2 separate regions of the Danio rerio genome follow, and region 1 is linked to region 2. A link is a contact called in public Micro-C data. All regions are on one chromosome and are shown on one strand. The core of a region is the stretch at or near the end of the contact, and the rest is flanking DNA. Distances in the headings are between cores, read along the strand shown.

Region 1 (4,680 bases), core at 1,046-3,545, 160 kb before region 2:
GCGTTAACAATCAGTTGGACAGGTATATATATATCTTTATATGGACTTCCCACAGTGGTGTCCAAACTCGGTCCTGGAGGGCAAGTGTCCTGCATATTTTAGTTCCAACCCCAATTAAACACACCTGAACTTTATTATTATTATTTTTTTGTTTATTATTAATTTTTTAATATTTTTTATATTTTTATTTTATAATTTTTTATTTATTTTATTTTATATATATATATATATATATATATATATATATATATATATATATATATATTATATTATATTTTATATATATATATATATATATATATATATATATATATATATATATATATATATATATATATATATATATATATATATATATATATAATATAATATAATATAATATAATATAATCATTTTTTTTGGGGGGGGGGTCAATTTATTTTATTATTATTTTCTTTTTTATTTATTTATTTGTTTTTTTTTCTTCTTTGTGTGTTTTGTTGATACATTATGTAAAACCGTTAAAAAAAAAAAAAAAAAAAACACACCTGAACTAGCTAATCAAACTCTTTCTAGGTATACTAGAGTTCCAGGCAGCTGTGTTGGAGGAAGGTGGAGCTAAACTATGCAGGACACCGGCCCTTCAGGACCGAGTTTGGACACCCCTGCCATAGATATACAGTAGGGATTTTTATATAATCTGTTCCCACTCCAACCCCTAAACTCAACCCTCACAGGAAACAACCTTTTCACATTTTTAAAATACTTTTATGAACCAAAGTAATGTCCCCACAAGGTTAAAATTAACTTGTATCGCTTCACTGACCGCAGTGTGTTTGTACCTCTTCCTCACATTGTGCAGACCAAATTTCCCCACAACATGAGGAATACAAGATGCACACCCACACACACAGCAGATGACATTTAAAGCTTCTCTGTCATATTTATTGACTATTGGATTGTGTGAATGCGGAGTGATGGGGAAGCAGACGGTGCATTGTGTTATAACAGCAAGCAGAAAAAAGATGATGTGGACTGATTTTACATGATTCACCTGTAGATGTTCGGAAATGACGTGGAATAAATGTATTTCCTTATCAAGCAATACTTACCTTGATTTTTCTTCAAGTGTTGTTAATAAAAATTTCAATTCCCTCCATCTTGAACATGGTCTCAGATGCCATTATTCATTGTCATAGAAACCAGTTAAATAATCTTTCACACAAACTTTTAAAAGCGACATTACAGTGTTGTGGTGGAAATGACACTGATACTGTGCGACTGTAATATTTTGAATAAAAAAATAATATTGATAATAGTCTCACATTAATAACTATTAAAATATTTAAATTATTTTACTAATGCTTCATTAAGACACATTAAAAGATACTAAAATCCTTTGTTTCTTCCTTCTAATGTACAGCTTTTCTGTTCATGGTCTATATGTAGGCTCATGATTACTCATGATGTAATAGTTATTTATTTGTACTTAACTTCTACTCTGTATTTGGCTTTACATTATTCTTTATTTTTTTATTAATTAACTTATTTATTTTTATTATAACACAGCAAGCTTTTAACTTCTGTCAATATATAACAAGTCTACCTGGGTGGGGGGCGGGATTCGTGTTGTTTTATGATATGGTCAAATGCTGTCTGCTCTCTATATTAAACAAAAACTGAAATAATAAAAACAATTGTTTACAAAAAAAAGAAACATTAACAGATACCAGATAAATAATCTTTTAAAATGTTGTTTTCATTGTTGAAATTTAAAACTCGACAAGGGTGTGCGACAAGGTGAAAACAGTGAGTTTAACACCTAAAGGAGGTTGAATAATAAGAAAAAATATAATAGAAAGCTAGTAATTATTTTTTAAAGTAGGTTTTATTGTTAGTTTGACAAAGAAAGAGGAATTTGAACAAAATTATGTAGAAACAAAAAATAAATTAGTTTGATTTCTTACAAAGTATCTGTAAACTGAAAACTGTAAACAAAGTAAATACTATTTCTTAGATTTTTTTTCTTTTTATAACATCACCATAACCAAATAATTATAAACTTCACTATAACCCCAAAGTCTTGATGATGGAAACATGTTGACGCCAATTATCTACCCATTTCGTAACAGACTCACACCCAACGAAAAAAGCAGCAGCGACAGATTAATGACCTCATTTCCGGTCGGTCCCTTGTTCAGTCGGCCGGTGGCGCGCTTGTTCATGTTTTAGCGCTCGATCCCGTGCAGCGGCAGTTTGTCGGACACGCGCAACATTCCACGCGCGCTGAAAGCTGGATCAACGCACAGTGAGGAAAACACAAGCAAAGAGAGACGCACACTACAACCGCCCGAGGACCGTTTACTGAGCTCTTCTCCGTTTCATAGCCTCGAAAATCAGTCCACAGCGGGATATTTTCAGCACAAATCCCAGCAGAGAGTGACCGTGGAAGATGGGTTCAGTCCCCGCCGTATCTGTGCTTATTCTGGCGATCGCTGTTCCGAGTCTAGCCGGATACATTGAGGTATGTGCGCACTGATATTTCACCCTCGGTTTCAAGCTTGGGCTATTTTGTTTACACACGCGATTCTCTTCCTTAATGTGTTTTTATTTAAAATTCCTGGTTCTTAAATAATGTCTATTTAAAATCATTAGTCCAATAAACATAATTTAAAGTGCTCACGTCCCATGTTATGGCTATTAAGACCGGTTGACAAAACAGAAACTAAAATATTTTGATGTAAAATATTAAATAACTGTCATTCTGCCTTTATATTTTCACTTTACTATTTATATCTGTATTGGGAAGCTAAACCTCAATCGACATCAAGTTACTGTTAATTCTCTTAGATAATGTGTCTGAGTTCATCCATAGACAATATGTAAACGTTTATTTATTACTGTAGGTTTGTTTTCTTTATTATTATTGTAAACTTAATGTAATCTATTATGTTGTTGGAATATTTAGAATTCTATCTATCTATCTATCTATCTATCTATCTATCTATCTATCTATCTATCTATCTATCTATCTATCTATCTATCTATCTATAGGTAGATATATATATATAGATATAATTATGGATTAGGTATAGATTATAGTTGTGTTCTTAAACTAGAAACCATCACACACTTTTCCCTAACGCCTCTTTCATGACTTTATATTTGTAGCATGATATGGTTTTTGTAGTTTAGGTAAGTAAAATGGACAGAAAAAATAAATTTAAGAAAAATATTGTATCGGTCAGACTATCATTATACATATTCATCAACAATTGATTTTAGGTGATTTATGTAATCTTCCTTTTGCATGACAAGCTTTAGGTGTAAAAAAAGACTTGTTCAAGGGATAGTTCACCCCAAAATGAAAATTCCATCATTATTTACAACTCCACTTGTTCCAAAACAGTTTGATTTACTTTCTTCTGATGAGCATAAATGAAGATACAGTGCTCAGCCATTTTTTTTTATCAATTTCTCAGTGAATATAGGCAATGTATTTTGGTGCATTTAAACAAAACAGATTTTATTAAACTGTATATTTAATAAAATGATATTTTAGTCTTCAATCATATCTAGAAATTGAAAGATAATACTGTTAAATTCAAGCAAAATATTGCAAAAATAGATTACAACCTAATTCAATTACATTCTTCTAATATTTTGCTTCTCTTGATTATTCTTCATTTTTAAATTTGTATTTAATATGTTTCTATAACATAGAAACATGGGTGTACTGGTTTTTGGACTTTTATCATAAGTTATTTATCTCCAGATTTGGTTTCAGATTCTGATCGAATGGATATGCACAAATATAAGTTTGTAGCTTTCTATTAAAATATGAATTTAAAAGATAGATTTGTGAGGGGTGATCTTATATATGCTGAGCACTGTATTTTAAGGTAAGCTGGAAACCTGTACCCATTGACTTCTATAGTAGAAAAAAGCATGCCAATAGATATAAATTTCCACCTTTCTTTACGATATATTCACTTTTGTTCAACAGTAGTAAGAAAATAGTCACTAAATAATCACAATTTACATTAATGGTTGAACTATCACTTTAAAACCTGAGTTTAAATCTCTCAGACAGCAGCACCGTCAAGTGTTGTGAAACGTGTCAGTTGATTATACAGTAACCAAAATATGCGCATGAATTCTTGTGGTGTGTTAAAGGAAGTCAAACTTACGAAGAAGCTCTCACACCTTTCCTAGATTGACTCTGTGTGTTTGCTTTAAACCTAATCGCAGCTGCCCTTCTCCTGGAGGCATTTTTGCTCTTTTATTTTATTTATTTATATTGTATGTATGTGTGTGTGCCCATAGTCCCCTCCGATGGCATGCTGTTCCAATGAGAGCTGAGCCTGCAGGCATGATATAACCAATTATGAAACGATTCTTTTCGATGCCAGAACTAATGGCAGCGAAATAAATAATGAAATCTCTCTGTTCTAATTGATGCATTTAGAGTGTTGCAGCGACGCTTCTGGATATATGCAAGCATCAGCATTACTGTAGAGAATCTGAGATTCATTTTACCTGCGGATCAATATTATGACCCTATTGTATTTCTCTTTTTTCCTTCTTAAACATTTGACTCCTTGTATCCTCGATTGTTTACCTGATATCTCCTCAAGCATGCGGTTATTTTCGGGGAGAGAGGTGTGTGCTTTTCTGCTGGAGTGTTGTTGACCTCAGATC
Region 2 (4,595 bases), core at 2,005-4,504:
AGTTTAATTATGAGACAGCAGCTCTGATAATGCCACAGAACTGCTTTTTAAAAACAACTTTTTGTTTTCTTTCACCCATTTTGCAGTCTAAAATTGAGGCTTTAGAACCTAAAGCCTCAATTGTAGACTGCAAAATTTAAATCATGTACTGTATGTCCAGCAACAACATGTCTTGTAATGTTAGTAGCTGTCTTTTGTCGCTATAGAAAAGCACAAGTGTGAACAGAGCCTTTAAATCGATTTGGTTGATATCCTGATCCATGTTTAGAGATTAGACTGACAAGACTTTCAAACAGAAATGCCACAAATGTAAATTCAGTATAAATTTCCAGAAATTTTCTTTTAGTCTATACATCAGAAAAATCTATATCCTCCGCTGAAGCCTTTGATAGCTAAAACATCCTTACCCAAGCAGTTCTTTTGCTGCCTTGCAATATCTGCTTCCAGAAATACAGATCTGGTTTATTTCAGGCTCATCTCATGCATATCCCAGCATTCACTGCATGCCATCTTCACATATTTCCCAGTCACATTCCAGTGTCCCTCTAATGGTGGTTGCGATGAGCTGTACTGGATACTAGCAGTGCATGATCTCTGAAGAATGTGACTCGTGTGTTTGCCTTGTACAGTGTTTGTGCATGTTTGTCTTCATGAAATCACATAGAGGAGCTTTCAGAGGTTTATGATCATCTACTGGTGTGTTCGCTAATAAAAGGTTTAGTTTGATTGGAACTAATGCGGTTCATTGGAGTTAGTGTGACGGTCATGTGAACTCTGATGAACCTACAAGTGGACCGTCTCAGTTGACTTTAGGCCATGCCCACACTAATATGTTTTTGTTTAAAAACGTATATTTTTCTCTCAGTTTCAGCATTCTGTTCACACTTAAGGCTGTTTTACACTTCTGCTTCGAGTGATCACTGTGTAATTTTTTGTTTTGTGAGATTGGGATGCATAGACTAAAACTCAGCAGGGCTCAAAATTAACCTTTTTGCTTGGTAGCACCGGTGCTCCTAACTTTAAAAATGTAGGCGCATCAGCCAAAATTTAGTCACACCCACCAATTATAAGCACCGTTATTACAAGTTTTATACAAACATATTTATTGCATTTGAAATCAACAGTAATCAAACTAACAAGCAAATATATATATATATATATATATATATATATATATATATATATATATATATATATATATATATATATATATATATATATATATATATATATATATGCAAGCGTGAGGAAAATATGTCTCAACGAAATCCCGTTATCACAAGAAAATAGATTTTAATAACATAACTGAGTGACTAAATGATACACGGAGCGCTCACCGGCCCTGCACGCACTTGACATGAATGAATCTGTTAACGGTATAACTGTGCTGTTTTGACGGGTGCTGTCTGATATTGCACTGATGCTTTTGACATATACTGTACCTTATTATATGCATACGTTATGTTTATAGCAATACCGGTCTTTTTATGAGTAGCCATGTTAGTTTACTCAGTGCAAGCCCGTTTGCGATGGTGTACGTGGTGTTAAATTTGACATATAGCTGCCCTTTGCACGGCAGACAGCATCTGGCGATTATATGAAGGATTAAACAGAAGCTCCCGTGCTAGATGTGGCAAACAGTTACCTGAAAATTCCATCCCACAGACTTTTCATAGCGTACTTGAAGCCAACGGAAGTCTTTTATCCACTTTTCGAAAAGTGTAGATGGTGGATTAACATTCAGCACATGATCGCTAGTAAGATGCGTCATTATATGTAACTTTAGATGCCATGGTTTCCAAAACAAAATCTGTCTGTGTTATCTTCACTCTCATCTTCAGCGCTTTATAATTTTTCGCGGTTGTAGCTCTCTCTGTCATCCCAAGCCAGAAGGCATTGACTGAGTAGAGCAGTGGCGGGCCAATGAGAAGAGCGCAAAGGCGGGGCAAGCATTACGGACTTGGCTTTGTTTACTGCAGCAAGTTGACATGACAACTGATTTAAACCATTCCTGAGCGCAGCGTTTCGCGTTTCAAGTACAAAGATGCATTCTGCGTGAATGTCTCCCAAATCCACGCATGTGGTGAACATTTTATAGTAAAAACTGGTCGCACACAACAATTTTAAGCATTCGCACAAATGCTCCCAAATATATTTTGAGGTCGCATAGATAAAATTTCGGGAGCATGTGCGACCAAAATGGTCGCTATTTTGAGCCCTGCTTATTGTAATACCAGTTGTAAACAGGACCTAAATCCTCCAGAAAGTTGAATGGTTAAAACCATGTTTTGGTTAAAACATGGTTTAAAAATGGTTAAAAATGGTTAATGGTTAAAAATGCCAGTGTGAACAGTCCAACCAGTGCTAATGTATCTTTTTTTTATCTTGACCAAATGAACCTCAAAAAAATGTACAAGTGTGAACACACCATGAGCAATATAAAAGGAATAGTCTACACAAAAATGTATTTTATGCTTATTTATTTGCGTTGATCTTGTTCCAACTCTGTATGACTGACTTTTTTGTGGAACAAGATATTTTGAAGATTGTCAGAAACTGAGCCATTTTTGATTCTATTGACTTTCACCGTATTGGCACAAATACAATGGAAGTCAATGGGAAACCATTGGCTCGGTTGCAATGATATTTTAAAGAAAATCCTCTTTTGTGTTCTATAGAAGTGAGTAAACTATGTAAAGAAGTGTGTTGTTTGAGTGGAAATATCTCTTTAACTCTACTCTGATTGCTTCTCACTTGAATGTTTTCCAAAAATGGTCTTTTTGTGTTTGATGGCAAAATTACTAAATGAACATGAATGTTTACAGTAGCTCTGCACTAAACGCAACCAGTCATGTCATTTAACAAGGACATCATAACCACATCAGACCGTCTAAATTATCTTGGATTTGCTCACAGTATTTAATTCTCATTTATTACAACAAAACCAGCACCACAACCTCCACAGACAATGTGTTACTTCAGCATTTTAACATTTTGTCCCTGTAAATCTTGGTTTTTATATATATATATATATATATATATATATATATATATATATATATATATATATATATATATATATTATTCGACATTACCTTAGACTGCACACACCACATTCTCTTACTCACACACACACACACACACACACACACATACACACACACACTGAGTCTTCAGTAACTGAGCCTGCCCCTGTCTGTGTTGACAGGTGATTGATGAGACTCTGGATGTTAAAGAAGTGATTTTGAATGGTGTTGATCCTCTGGTAAGTACAGCGCCCTCCTGTGCCCAACACATGGTACTGTCAAACACTGCAGTCTCCCATTCTGGCCTGTAAATGTATTTGCGGAGTATTCTGTACTCTCTGTGAGCAAATGACAGTTTTACATCATTCATGGCCTTATATTGTTTCTCCACGCGTTTCCACAGCACGTGTGCATGTTTTTGATGCGATCGCATGGGCATGTCAGCGGACACGGTTGATCATTTGTCATCATTAGATTCTCACACAAATGGGATTGAACGCTTAACATTTGTGTGCTAAATTGCCAGTCTGTGCACATTCAGTCCATTTAGCACTTCACAAAGCAGATCAATACACACCCAACACATTCATTCAAGGTAAAGCTCAATTTTGATCTTAACTAAAGACGCCACTTTTCCTTTAAATAGGCAAATTTTACACGTCCATATAGTTAGAGTTCACTTTTACCATTTAATAATCCATTCAGATGATTTCCAGGTCTGGCGGGACGACTTTTAGCTTAGCTTAGCATAAGTCAATGAATCGGATTAGACCATTAGCATCTCGCTCAAAAATGATGAGTTTTTTGATAATTTTCTTTTTTAAAGCTTGACTTTTCTGTCGTTATATGATGTTTTAAGACTTATGGGAAATAAAATATTGCTATTTTCTATGCTGATATAGGAACTATGCTCTTATAATTATCAAGGAACTTAACTGTAGTACCATGGCTGCAGCGATGAAGTGATATTACATAGCTATGTGAAATTTTCAGGTGCTGCGTAAATATCGAATAATACCTCTTAAAATTCTCTGGATATATATATTTATAATTATATATTTGAATAAAACAGTTTTTGTTTTTATTTTGTAAACTGCTGATGACGTTTCTTCCAAATATAATATTCAGAATTGGTCCTTTTTTTTGTGCATAAATTGATATTTGTTGAGATGTTATACTTTTAGATGTCATATTCATTTCAAGAAATCAATATTTGATGAAATTGCTCTGATTTTCAATCACTAAAACATTTGTTATATTGATAAATTGTAATATACTGAAGAATAATTCTCTGTTTTTATTTCAAATTTGAAAGAATCGTCAGCATATGTTTATATACAGTGCTCAGCATATTTGAGTACACATCTTACAAATCTCTTTTAATTTAATATTTTTTTACAGGATTTCTGTTTACAATAATATACACTACCTGACACAAGTCTTGTCGTCATTTCCAGTTGCAAGAGCCACAAATAATAACGTGACTTCTAGTTGATCATTTAGAAAAGTGGCAGAAGGTAGATTTTTCCGATGAATCATCTCAATCATCACAAATACTGCAGAGGATTT

The links. A called contact is a pair of places that touch in the nucleus more often than the background predicts.
Region 1: a contact with region 2 is called in a Micro-C map of caudal fin, with 2.8 times the contacts expected there. The contact joins the promoter of aplp2 here to the enhancer-like site in region 2. A contact is called at or near these places in 6 of 18 Hi-C or Micro-C datasets (caudal fin, embryo, hematopoietic stem cells and 2 more) and 2 of 4 datasets of contacts at active chromatin or transcription factors (caudal fin and gastrula embryo).

The regions. Positions count from the first base shown.
Region 1 is chr18:47,485,724-47,490,403 of GRCz12tu, reverse strand. It overlaps aplp2 (amyloid beta (A4) precursor-like protein 2), which reads left to right and starts at 2,295. Exons shown (of 17, transcript NM_001123012.1): 1 at 2,295-2,503. The coding sequence starts at 2,432.
Region 2 is chr18:47,330,085-47,334,679 of GRCz12tu, reverse strand. It overlaps aplp2 (amyloid beta (A4) precursor-like protein 2), which reads left to right. Exons shown (of 17, transcript NM_001123012.1): 15 at 3,209-3,265. Among named protein-coding and RNA genes, the nearest start is that of prdm10, 11 kb to the right of the region's middle. Within about 2 kb of position 3,254, at least 3 of the 62 cell types and tissues checked have an H3K27ac peak or open chromatin away from gene starts, as enhancers often do.